Linked DNA regions of Triticum aestivum: region 1 is linked to region 2. A link is a contact called in public Hi-C data. All regions are on one chromosome and are shown on one strand. The core of a region is the stretch at or near the end of the contact, and the rest is flanking DNA. Distances in the headings are between cores, read along the strand shown.

Evidence for each region. A called contact is a pair of places that touch in the nucleus more often than the background predicts.
Region 1: a contact with region 2 is called in a Hi-C map of leaf, with 5 times the contacts expected there. The contact joins the promoter of LOC123131924 here to the promoter of LOC123131922 in region 2. A contact is called at or near these places in 2 of 5 Hi-C or Micro-C datasets (both in leaf).

What each region holds. Positions count from the first base shown.
Region 1 is chr6A:45,777,113-45,784,031 of IWGSC CS RefSeq v2.1, forward strand. LOC123131924 (50S ribosomal protein L4) reads left to right here and starts at 1,953. Exons shown (of 7, transcript XM_044551648.1): 1 at 1,953-2,220; 2 at 3,120-3,237; 3 at 4,252-4,400; 4 at 4,576-4,683; 5 at 4,787-4,906; 6 at 5,704-5,877; 7 at 6,069-6,708. The coding sequence starts at 2,122. The coding sequence ends at 6,170.
Region 2 is chr6A:44,980,746-44,986,827 of IWGSC CS RefSeq v2.1, forward strand. It overlaps LOC123131922, which reads left to right and starts at 1,429. Exons shown (of 3, transcript XM_044551646.1): 1 at 1,429-3,060; 2 at 3,611-3,800; 3 at 4,560-5,127. The coding sequence starts at 1,528. The coding sequence ends at 4,687. It overlaps LOC123131923 (adenylate kinase isoenzyme 6 homolog), which reads right to left and starts at 1,369. Exons shown (of 3, transcript XM_044551647.1): 1 at 1,007-1,369. The coding sequence starts at 1,210.

The sequences.
Region 1 (6,919 bases), core at 703-3,202, 800 kb after region 2:
GTTTAACAAACTTTTTTTCATGAAAAAAGATGAATGAAAAACCTAATTGGGAGCACATATTTTTCCTTTCTGAAAGAGGCACGGCCGCATCTCTCGCGGAAGGAAAACTGTGCCACTCGCGAAAAAACCAGAAAACGCATTTTTTTTCCGTTTCCGAGAGGCACGCCCGTGCCTCTCGCAAAAGCACAATCGTGTCTCTCGCGGAAGTAAAAGCTTGCTTCTCGCGGATGGGAAAAAACAGAAAACATGTTTTATTTGCGTTTTTGAGAGGCATGATCACGAAACTATGCCTCTCGCGGAAGAAAAAAAATATACAGAAAACGCGTTTTTTCATTTCCAAAAGGCATGGCCATGTCTCTCGCGAAAGCACAACCGTACCTCTTACGGAATCAAAACCGTACTTCTCGTGAAAGGAAAAAAAACAAAAAACACATTTTTGTCCTGTTTCCGATAGGCTCGCGAAAGCACAATCATGCCTCTCGCAGAAGCAAAACCACGCCTCTCGCAGAAAAAAACACTAAAAGCATGTTTTTTCATGTTTCCGAAAAGCATGGTCGTACCTCTTGCGAAAGCAAAACTGTGCCTCCCGCGAAAGCAAAATCGTGCCTCTTGCAGAAGAAAAAAACATATTTTACGCATAATTTTTTTTGGATTCTTTTTCAAAAGTTAAGGAAGATCGGTGAAAAAGTAAAAATTTCAAAAAAATAAAAACCATTTAAAAAGCTGAAAACACGTGCGAAAAAAATTAAAAAATTTAAAGGGAACGACCAGAGTGTGACACGTGGCGGCGGGCCGACAGTTAAGAGCATGTCAAGTGATGGTTAGGAGGCTCCCAAAGAAGCGCTCGCCAACTAGTTATTCTTGGCCGTGCCTGGGCTGATAGGTGCAGCATGTGGGCTGGCACGGCACGAACGCGCCCTGTAGCTAAAAAATAATAGGCGTTGACAAAGATTCGAACGCGCGATGCTTGGCTACACAGCATGACTTCTTGCCAACTAGGCTAGCAGTCGTAGCTGATGAAATGGCTAGCATCAAACTTAAAGAACAAATAAGCTGCGCAGATCTGAATTAGTCTAAGAATTTCGGAAGCAATATTTTTTTAAAAACGGAATGTTGTGTGAAAAGCAAAAACTTACTAAATTTGTGAACAACTTTTAAAAAGCTATAAAATTTTCGAAAAACAAGAATATTTTTTGAAAATCTTGAACAGTTTTTTTGCAACCAGAACATTTTTACAAATTTCAGAACAAAATTTGGAAAGGTGAACATATTTTCAAATTCCTGAACAAAATTTCCAAACACGATTTTTTAAAACCTTGTGAACAATTTTTAAAACTGGAACATTTTTTTAAACTTCTGAAAAATGAAAACATGAACAATTTTTAAAACTGGAACATTTTTGAAACTTCTGAAAAAATGAAAACATGAACAATTTTTAAAACAGAAACGTTTTCTAAAAATGTGAAATTTTTTGAACAAAAACATTCAGAATAATTTTTTAATGCCGGAACAATTTTTGGAAAAAGCAAACATTTTTCGAATTTTGAACATTTTTTTTAAACACGAACATTTTTTGAAATTTGGAACTTTTTTAGAAACACGAACAAATTTTGGACTTTCTGAACAATTTTCGAAAGAAACAAAAAAGGGAAAAAACGGAAACCAGAAAAAGAAGAAGAAAACGAAACAGAAAAACAGAGAAAAGAAAAACGAAAAAACCCAAGAAGTAACAGGAAAAACGGTAAAAACAAGAAAAAACGGTTCAGGGAACCTTCTAGAGGCTTCCCAAAACCGGATGTCTAGCTCTGGTTTAATGGGCCGGCCCATTGCTAGCGATGCGGGGTATTGCCTGTGCGTTCTGTCGACATTTTGACGCAATGAGCGGCGCATAGGATTTTCCGTGAAAGACACGATTAGCACGGGCGGGCTCGTTTGGCCTGTTGATCTAAAAAAACACGCAGCCCAGCCAGGCAGAGCCGAGCCCGACCCGTCAACCCTTTCCCCTCCAGAACCCTCCTGCTCCATCCTCTCTCCCTCCCCGTCAGCCGCCGCCGCCGCCGCCGCCGCGAAAACCACCAGCCTAGCCTTGCTGGAGCCGGGCGGAGAGGACGCGGCCAGCCGATGCAAGCCCTCGCACGTGCCGCGTCCCTCCTGCGCCGAGCCGTGGCCTGCCCGCCTCAGCTCGGCGCCGCCGGCCGCGACACCCCGCTCCTCGCCAAGGTCTGGCTCTCGAACCCCATCTGTCACGTTGGTTCTCCTTGGGGCTGGTGCGACGTGCTCCGCCAGTTGGAATACGTGAGACCGCATTTCGCTTGCTGGATATGTAGGGTTTACGACGGTTTTAGAAACCATGGATTTGGGCGCGTCCGTCGGGATGGTACCAAGATCCCATCAGCCAGTCAGGATTTGTGGAGCAATTGACACTGATTTTTTGGGGGTTTGGGTCATATTCCTGATATTTGGGAAGAAGAAATCGCATATGCTGCTATCTACTCTTAAGAAATTAGTAGTTTCAGGGATTTTTCTTCTTACTTCTCATTCACAACCTGAGAGGCATAGATAACTGAACAGCTTCCATGAGTATAGTGGCAGAACAGTAGAGTTAAATGGCTAAACAGACTGCCTGTTTTAACTGAACTAAAATCAACAGTAATTAAGACATGATGCTAAATAACAACTGCCGTTGGATATGGCTGCCAGGCTTGTGTAGCATTGGATAACTGAGCTTGTCCCTCGTTTGTTTGGTGCCTATAGATGTATGTGCTAAAACTGCCCCTCGTTATAGGACCTGACAGATAACCAGATGCTACTCTGTGAACAGATTTTTGTGGTGGATTTTATGCTTGGTCGCTTCTAGTTTGGAAATGTAGCATTTGATTGAGTGTGATTGGGTTTAGGTATCAGCTTGCTCAGGTACTTTCAGATCCAGATTGCAATCATTAACAAATATGGGCTTGCTCGAGTTCTGTCTCAGTGAGGATTAGCAAATAGCAACAATGTGCTATGTTCAAAAGTTTATTTTCTGTATCTTGTTATGTATTAACTATTAAGTGTCTTGGCTATATTTCATGGCATCTGATTCTTGTTCTGCCTTCTCAGTTAGCTTTCATCATTTGCAGATTTTGCCAAATGTCTACTCCAATGGGTATTCTACTCTTATGGCTCCAGCAAATGAAGTGCTGATTCCACCGGAACTTCTATCTAGCAAGACTGTCTGGACACCAGACCGAGAGCTTGGTGTGTTTCTGGTGTTTCTTATCCATCTGCTGCTATCACAATGCTGTTTCTCTTGAGTTAGATAAAAACAACACTTTTTATAGGCAATTTTTGATTCAAGGCTTTGGTGCTACATTAAAGCCGAACCTGTTTTATGGTGTCCACTTTAAGCATTGGTAGACCAAAACTACCATGTAGCTCACAGCGATGAATGTGTTTTGGGTTGCTGGCGGCACTTCCGAAGGAATGATTACTCTTGATCAGAAGAAGGCGTTTAGGGAGGCCACCACCGTCTTTGTAGGAGCCGTTCTGAGTGTGATCGGAGACAACTTAGTTGATGCATATCTCCATATGTGGGTTGCCAAGAACTTGTGGGATGCGCTCAAGGAAAAATCTGGTGGTAGTAATGCTGGGAGCGTGTTGTATTGCCATGGAGTAGTTCCATGACTGCAGCATGGTTGAAAACTGTCCTGTGCTGGATGAGGCACATGAGATAAAAGTACATCGCTAAGGAGCTTGAAGGCAACCCGCATAAGGAGATATGCATCATCTAACTTGTCTCCGATCACACTCAAAATGGCTCTAAGAAAGGTGGTGCTGGCCTCCCTAAATGCCTTCTGATCAGGAGGAATCGTTCTTTCGGGAGTGCCACCAGTGACCCAGAACACATTCATCGCTGTGAGCCACAAGGTAGTTTTGGTCTGCCAACGCTTAAAGTGGACACCTGTAATCAGGTTCAGTTTTAATGTAGCAACAAAGCCTTGAATCAAAAAATTCACTATAAAAATTAGGTTTTTGAATTAATGGATAAAGTGGCACCTTATGCTCTGTTTTTATCTAACCAGCATATATTTCTTAGTTGACTCTGCGCTCTTACTTTGATTGAAAATCTAGCTTCGCTGAACAAGATTTTCTATAATGGGACGGAACTTGATTTCACTTTTTATCTAGTTTCAATTGTATCATAATTGGCTAATGAAAGCTATATATGTGATCTTCACATTATGCTGAGTTGTAAGTAATATTCTATTACAGGGCAGTATGAGGACCTAGTAGCTAGAGTAACAAACTTCCATAATGAGGACAAGGGATTCATGGTTTTGGATGGTGATGTTTTTGACGTTCCAATTAGGAAGGATATTGTTCACAGGGTAGTAAGGTGGCAGCTTGCTAAAAGGCAACAGGTGCACACTATGATCACTCTTGTTCTGTTGATTGCCTTCCGCTTACAAGCTCGCAAATCATGTGATCTACTGTATAATATGTTTGCGTAATATCAGTTACTTTCTGAAGTTTAGATTTTTAAGTTCTATCCTTCTAATGCACCTTCTGATAATTGCATGCACCTGTCTTTCACAGGGGACACACTCAACTAAAACTATCAGTGAAGTGAGCGGCACAGGAAGAAAGCCTTATAAGCAAAAGGGAACAGGAAGAGCACGTCATGGAACATTGCGTGGTTGTCAGGTTATACTAACATTCCTCCATTCATATAAATGGTATCGAATAGGCTCTGGAGATATCTTATCTTTTTTGGGCTCCAACTAAACTCAGATTCAAACTGAAACAGTTTCGAGGAGGTGCAACTATGCATGGTCCGAAACCACGAAGCCATGCATTCAAGTTGCAGAAGAAAGTACGACGTCTGGGACTTAAGATAGCTTTGTCTGCTAGAACAGCTGAGGGGAAGGTATCTGCTGCCTTACTAATTCATTGTGTATATTCCTGGATGTTCTTGTGTGTAGTTAGCTCCTGTCTTGTCCCAAGATAACAATTTGTGCTACGAAATGAATTCTGTATCGAATAAAGAACCTTGTTTAGTAGTATGCTTCAGGCCACAGTAATGATCATGTCTCTTATTGCTAGAACTATGCAAGAATTGCTGTGCTGTTGCACAAGCTGTTGATCAGCATGCCACTATGAGACGCCTGAGGAACTGTTTTGCTATGTTTACACTTTCTATGTCCCTTCACTATATTTTGTACTCCCTCTGATCTAAAAAAATATGTCATGGTTTTAGTTCAAATTTGAACTAAAACACTTATTTTGGATCGGAGGGTGTACTTCATAGATCCTTCCTGAAATTCAGAGAACAGACCACTTACCTAGTTCTAATGGAGCATGGACTAATTGTACTTTTTGATCAATACTGTTTGTAGAATGGTTTCTATGACTGCCTTGTCTTCTTAGACTGTTTACTTAATCTTATTAGGGTTGTTGCTTATGAGATGTAACATTCAGCTGTTATTGTTTCCACGGCTTCTTGAAAGGGTGAAAGCTACTGAAATCTATTAAGCAATGTGTAAATAAATTTGTTTATGCAATGTTTTTTTTCTTCTGGTGCTGCTCCCAAAAGTACTTGACCATCTGTTATCCTGAAAGCAAATATATGTATACAAGAGCCAGTCTGGATCTCTCCATTTGAACCATTTTTCACAGTAAATACATATATGCATGTAAAGTTCACTTGACCATGTTTTATTGTAGCTCTGCATCTTCGAGGACTTAGAAGTCCCTAGCCACAAGACGAAAAACATCGTGCAGTACATAAAGCAGATGGATGATACGAAGAAGATTTTGTTGGTGGATGGAGGCGACATTGATAAGAAGTTAAAGCTGGCTACTCAAAATCTTCACTATGTGAATGTCATTCCTTCGATTGTAAGTGTCTGGGTACCTCAGCAGCTTAACAATGACGAATAGTCACATTGTAGTTTTCCCAGCAGATATTTTGACCCAAGAAGTCTGGGTACCTCAGCAGCTTAACAATGATGAATAGTCACATTGTAGTTTTCCCAGCAGATATTTTGACCCAAGAAGATCGTGCTGATGTTTCACATCTTCAAATGCAGGGCCTCAATGTCTACAGCATCCTGCAGCATGACACCCTAGTGATGACTCGGGACGCCATCAACAGAATCGTTGAGCGGATGCACACCCCCATCAGCCGCTAGCAAGCAGGGCTTCAAAGAACCTTGCTATACATACTGCACCTTTTATCCGATTTTGGTACAACAGCTTTGATCAAGCTGCTCGTGAGTAGGCCAAAGTGCAGCCCAACCTTTTGATTATCTGTTTGGAAATCATAGCACTAACTGTCGGTATGTGTAGTGGTTCCGGGCTCAAATGCCAGTGTTTTATTGCAGACGTGATTTAATCCCCTATAAGCTACCAGGCTCCCAGTTCACTCTGCTGGTGGAAGCAGGTGCATTTTTCTACCAAGCTAGTTGTTGCGGCAACCTGAAATTCTGCTGAATGTAATGTGTCAAAGTAGGGAACCAATGGGTTGTACTGAGGCATGCCCACCCTAGGTTATTCAATAAATCGTTTTTGTTTGGAAAACAGGAGATTTTATTCCTGTGATTTACAATCAGTTGACCGCTATTGACGGATTCTCTTTCTGCCAATCTATCATACCGTCTGATTGATGGATGAATGAAGTTGTGAAGTCATAAAGAACGCTGCAACTTAAGCATGGTTCGTTATCCCTCATTTCTTCTGGCAAATACAAAACAGAAACATTGGTGTGATTGCAAGCAATTTTAGTTTCTGCATTTATATCCCTGCTCTTGCATCCCTTTTGTTTTTTGTTTTTGCTAAGCATCAGGTGTCTGTTTTTTTTGGGTGACTGATAAGGGTCAACACTGGTGAGGCCGAGCTGTGTGTGAAATGAAGATGAACAATGACGGCGTAGGAGCGGCAG
Region 2 (6,082 bases), core at 179-2,678:
AGCTTCTCCCTCCTCCAGGACAGCAAGCAAGCAGCACCTCTCCAAGACAGCAGGCAACAGCAAGCTGTGTATGGCTGTATGCCTAGTTGCCTACTGCCTACCAAATTCTACTTAATTCTGTTGCATAGAACTCTCAAAGGCGTCGCCTCGCCTTATGCCTTAGCGCTTAGGCAGTGAGGCGCCCCCCCAGCACCTCGCCTCGCCTTACCGCCTTAAAAACAGTGGGTACAGCACAAAGCTGCCGTATCAGGGGTGGACACTGTCCCAATACAGGGATACATCCAGATAAACCTAGATATGTATCCCGTATGTATCAGAGGATTTTCCATTTCCCAAAAAAAAATTTAATTTGGATACTTGTGGATACGTCAAAACCCTAAACCTATCCATACAGAACAACCCCCGTGCCCCCTTTCTCGCCGCATTCTCTCCATAACCGACCGGTGTTCCCTCATCCCCTGCCCCAAGCAGCAGCAGTCACCACGCCATCGAGGAAGGAGAAGGCCGAGGTCCAGCCGCTGCTCCGCTGCTCCCTCCCCCAGATATGTACGCTGATGTAGCTCCCTCCCTTCAGCCATGGTGTTGGCTTGATGTCGCCGGTAACTGAAGGAGAAGGCTAGCCGCCACTGCTACTGTGCCCCCATCCTGCAGATCAAAGCGACCCCACAACTCCCTACCGAGCATGGCCACACTCAAGTTCTCAGCCATCTCCATGTCCTCCTCCCATGCGAGAGGTGACATTTTCCTAGCCATGGTGAGTTTGAGACTTTGCCCTTCCCCTTCCCGTCCTTGTTTGCCGAAATTGGTACTACAAAATTGAAACTCTGATGTGGTGGGTGAGCTAGCTGACTTTGTAATAAACCCTGTGTGTGGTGGGTGATTTAGCTGCACCTATTGCTTAATGGAACCGACGATTTCACCCTCAAGAAGAAGCCTACGGATGAATCAGAAGCAAGTGTATTACTCCTACTAATTAGGATTTGGGGGTGGGGAGGAGGCTCAATACCAGGTCCTCGTTGATGACGTGGCAGTCGAGGTCCTCGTCCCAGCCGTCGTGGAGGCCCTTCTCGCGGACCAGGTCGCCGATGTTGACGTGCGCCACGCCCGCGGCGTCGGCGAGGAGGGAGCACGTCGTCGTCTTCCCCGTCCCCGGCGTCCCCGTCACCAGCACGTTGGGCCGCGCGCGGGCGCTGGCTCTCCTCGCCGCCATCTCTGAGTACTGGAGCTGAGCAGTCGGCGATAACGGGGCCGGAGCAAGCAACGCTGGCACAGGGGGCGGCGGCGCAGTCGGAGATGGGAGAGGGCGAGGCACGAGGCGGCTGGGAAGGGAGACGGGAGACGGGGAGAGAGAGGCCAAGACTGGGAGAGAAGGGGAAAGCTTAGATGGGCTAGGGCTTCCTTTGGGCCTTTGAGTAAGCTCGGGTGCTGTCCCTCTTACTGCCCGGCCCGGCCCACTCACCGAAGCTTCTGCCGCATTCGATCCCCTTCCCTCCCTCCCGGAACCGGAGGAGACGTCTTCCACCCGAGATGCTCCTCCTCCGGCGCTGCTGCCACCACGTCCCCCCTCGCCGCGCCGCTCCTCCCCTCCCGGCCATCCACCGCGTCGCGATGTCCTCCGCCCCCGCCTCCCCCTCCGCGACGCCGTCCTCCTCACCGGCGGCGGAGTACCACTGCCGGACCAAGCACAGCCTGACGGCCGGCTACGCGCGCGGCCCGGGCCGCCTCGACTGGGCCAACCAGCCCAACCCCTTCCTCCGCTTCTCGCCTTCCCCCGCCACCCCTCTCCCCAACCCGCCGCCCCCGGCGCCCGTTCCCTACCCGGCCCTCTTCCACGCGCCGCCCCCGCCGCCGCGGCCGCTCTCGCTCGACTCCCTCTCCGACCTCCTCTTCCACTCGCTCGCCCTCTCCGCCTGGAAGTCCGCCGGCGCGTCCACCTGGTCCCTCCGCGTCAACCCCAGCAGCGGCAACCTCCACCCCACCGAGGCCCACGTCCTGTTCGAGGACCCGCGGGAGCCCAGCCGCCTCGTCTTCTCCCACTACGCGCCCCGCGACCACCTCCTCGAGGCCCGCGCCACCCTGTCCGCCGGGGACCGCTCGGCGCTCCTGCCGCGGCCGGCCACCGCAGTGCTCGCGCTGTCGTCCGTCTTCTGGCGGGAGGCCTGGAAGTACGGCGAGCGGGCGCTGCGGTACTGCAACCACGACGTGGGCCACGCGCTGGCCGCGGTCGCCCTGGCCGCAGCCACTCTTGGGTGGGATGCGCGGTTGCTCGACGGCTTGTCCGATCAGGACCTTGGGAGGCTAGTGGGGGTTGACAAAGGGTGCCCTGCCCCTGCTCCTGCAGACAAAATCAAAATGGTGAGTGGCAAGAAGGGGCCAGCGCCATGGGTGGAGAGGCAACACCCAGATTGTGCTCTCCTGTTGTTCCCTGCGGGCTCAGAAGAGCCGGAGGTGGACTATGGGAGGATGAGTGATGCTCTGAGGGAATTCGATGAGTTGGAGTGGGTGGGCAAGGCGAATGCGCTCAGCAAGGATCATGTGGTGTGGGATGTCATTTACAAGACGGCAGAGGCTGTCAAGAAACACCAACCTATGCCTGGGGAGGGCTTCTCGGTGAGCCCGTGGAACACGAGCTCCAAATTGTCGGAAGGGCTGTATAAGGATCTCACGGCGCAGGAGGTGGTACGGCGGCGGAGGAGCGCGGTTGACATGGACGGGGAGCACGTGATGGGGAAGGAGGAATTCTATCAGATACTGCTGCATTGCCTGCCTTCAGGCGAGGTTAGCCCGGGGGGGCGACAGGGACCACAGAGCGCTCTACCATTTCGCGTGTTGCCATGGGACGCAGAGGTGCACGCCGCACTGTTTGTGCACCGTGTCTCAGGACTGCCCAAGGGGCTGTATTTCTTGGTTAGGAACGAAGAGCATTTTGATACATTACGACATGCTATGCGACAAGATTTTGAGTGGGCTCGACCAGAGGGATGCCCTGATGGCCTCCCACTCTACAGGCTGATGAAAGGGGATTGCCAGAGGTTGGCAATGCAGATATCATGTATGCAGGTATATGATCAAATTCAGCAACTGTTATTGCTTATGGCTTCTTTTAACACAAATAATTATATCTTTGTGGCTGCTGAACAATTTTTTCATTGATTTATAATGAATGGCCTTTGCCATGCTCAAACTGTATGTAGAGGCTACCTTCTGTTTGGTGAAGAACATTGTTTGGATTCCTTCTGCTTGTGTGTCTCAATCATGCTGATCAATGGGGTCCCTGTGTGGCTGAAGTTCAGAAACTTAATCTCCCACCTGTAGATGTGGTGCCGCTGTTTGCCTGTTTAGCTCTATGTTATGATACAAGTTCAAGTAGCATGTGGTTGCTTTTGTTTTTGGCTTAGTTTCCTTTCTTTTTTTCTTTTACACCGTAGGGTGTCAAACCTTGTTCCGTTATCCTTCGATAGGGGAACCCGCCAAGTTGGGATGTTGTGTGGTTTTATTTATTTTTGCAGTAATTAGTGGAGCTCATGTGAATACTCAAAGTATTAGTTTTATAGTTTATCATGGAATTGGAGGTGAGATGCTCATGATGCATTCCTGATTCTTGATGCAGGATATTGCCTCACATGGATGTTTTAGCCTTGGGATGATTGCTCGATTTGAACCTGTGCTGGATGACAAAGGTGAATGGATGTATCCTCGTTTATTCTGGGAGACTGGTGTTCTTGGTCAAGTTCTCTACCTTGAGGCGCATGCTGTAGGGATATCTGCCACGGGGATTGGTTGCTACTTTGATGATGCTGGTAAGATGATCCGGTATTTTCAAAAGACCAGTTAGTAATTGAACTGTATGTATGCTCCCTTAACTATATATGGTAAATAGATCTTACTAGCTGTGTTTGGCAAGTAATCTTCATTTGCTGGTACCCAACTTTTCTCTCTGAACAACCGATTTAGAACATACCATTGTGCTGAACAGTTACGCCTCGTGGTTCAAACTTCAAACCAAGCTATAAAGCTGCATTTGTTGTGTTCACGCTTGCAGATCATTTAGTAAGCTTAAGCTAAAGATATAATTGTACTGTCAAGAGGTGGAATGACTAAGCCTCTTATGGTCCTTTTGCTGAATACTTTGTAAATGCCGCATTAAAGTGTGGGAAATTATTGTGTGGGCGGGTACAAGGTTCCCCCTTACAATTAAAAATCATCACAATGTGTTCTTGTGTATGGATCAGGGAAACCTTGCTGCTTTATTGGTTTTGGTCACTAAAATCTTACATGTATATGCTTTAATCTTGAATAACAGATCATATATGTTGTTTGACTTGTTTCTACATGATTCAGTTTGTAGCAAGTACAAATTTATCAGTATTATGTTTTGAGGTTCGGAAATCGTGAACTACCTATTGGTACCCTTGGAACTTGGAAGATCTTGTTTCCAAAAACTTAACTCCTTAACTCATTTCAGTTTTTCATTATTCTTTGGTAGCTGTAGGTATTACCTGTAATTTAAATTCCTGACAAAATATCTAATTAATTTCCTACATACATTTGTTGTGCAGTTCATGAGGTTCTTGGTTTGAAAGACCTGGAGTTCCAAAGCTTGTACCATTTTACGGTGGGTGCCCCTGTGGTTGACAGGCGGATCATGAGTCTCCCTGCGTACCCAGGGCCAGGGATTGATGCATGATTTCTATTTTCTAGGCCAGCCCACGGATCAACATCTGAATGCCTGGATGAAGTACAACTTGTGTTCTTGTATAGGAAAGGAGCCGAGTGAAGGGAACTTATGACTGCAGCACAGGTCTATTAGGATCTTGGTGCATCATCAGATCGTGGTATGTTATGTATAGTCATGCAAGCATAAGAAACAGAAGGTTGCTCAGAGATATGTAGAGGGCGCTTGGTTGGCTGCCGAATTTTGGCTAGTAACAACTGTGAGTTTCTCCTGGGACGGGCATCCCGAATTTTTTTTCTGGAATCTCAAAGTAAATCGGTTGCCCCTTGGGATGATATTCAAAATTTCAGGTCACTCGTTTGCCCCTTGGGATGATATTCATAGAAGTGTAATGTTTATGACCTTTCTGATGTAAGAGTATATACAGCGAGAGAACCCTCTGAATTCTGGAACATGATGCCCATTAACATTCAGTGAACTCAACAGGATTGCTAGCTACTGCAGCAAGCGTGATTTAGAACAAAATCAATACTGACTACCGCAGCAATCTTGAACCATTGTTCCTGTCAATCTTGATTACTAACTACTGCAGCAATCTTGAAGGAGAAAATCAATACTAACTACTGCAGCACAAAATGCTACCACTTCTGTAAAAGAAAAGGCTACAATGTGCAGCTGCTTGGTTTCTTGATGCCTGCTACAGAAGGGTGGAGCGAAGGAACAACATCTCCGTCGAGGATCTCTGCAGGGCAGTCCCGACGTGGAGATGGCGGCGCCGCAGCCGTCCACCCCACCATCAGGGACGCCGATGCGAGCTGCAGCTACAGCTTACAGGTTAAGACATGTTCATCTAACACCCAACTATTTAAGACACGCGCTGCCATATTAGTATCCTTAGAACAAGGACTAATATTAGTTGGACAAAATTGAGACAACGAAACGGACACTCCTCATAGACCGTCGTCGCACTCATGTCTGGTAGAATCGCCTCCTGATGCATAACCTTGAGGGCCTCCATATGGTCAGATTCCACCATGACGATTTTGCTTGCAGCACTTGCCCGGCAAGTATTAAACCTTGGGACATGAGCACGAGCTTCAGCTGTTGCAACATCAAACAAAAGGGATCCCTCGGCAACTAGCCGACGTGAAATAGCCGAGTTGATCTCTAATGAGAGCGCCTGATCCTCCTGTTCATGAGTGCACATCAAATTAAGCATCCACGTTTAGCTTGAAGAATCTCATAAGAAGATGATTAGGATGACAGTTTGGCAAAAAATGAGTCATGAGGTTTTTTTTGTTGTTGAGCAAAATGACTCATGAGGTGAGAGGTGTCTTTTTTTTGAGACAAAGGTGAGAGGTGCCTAATACAGGATGCTCTATGATTTTCAGTTTTCCTTAGCACACA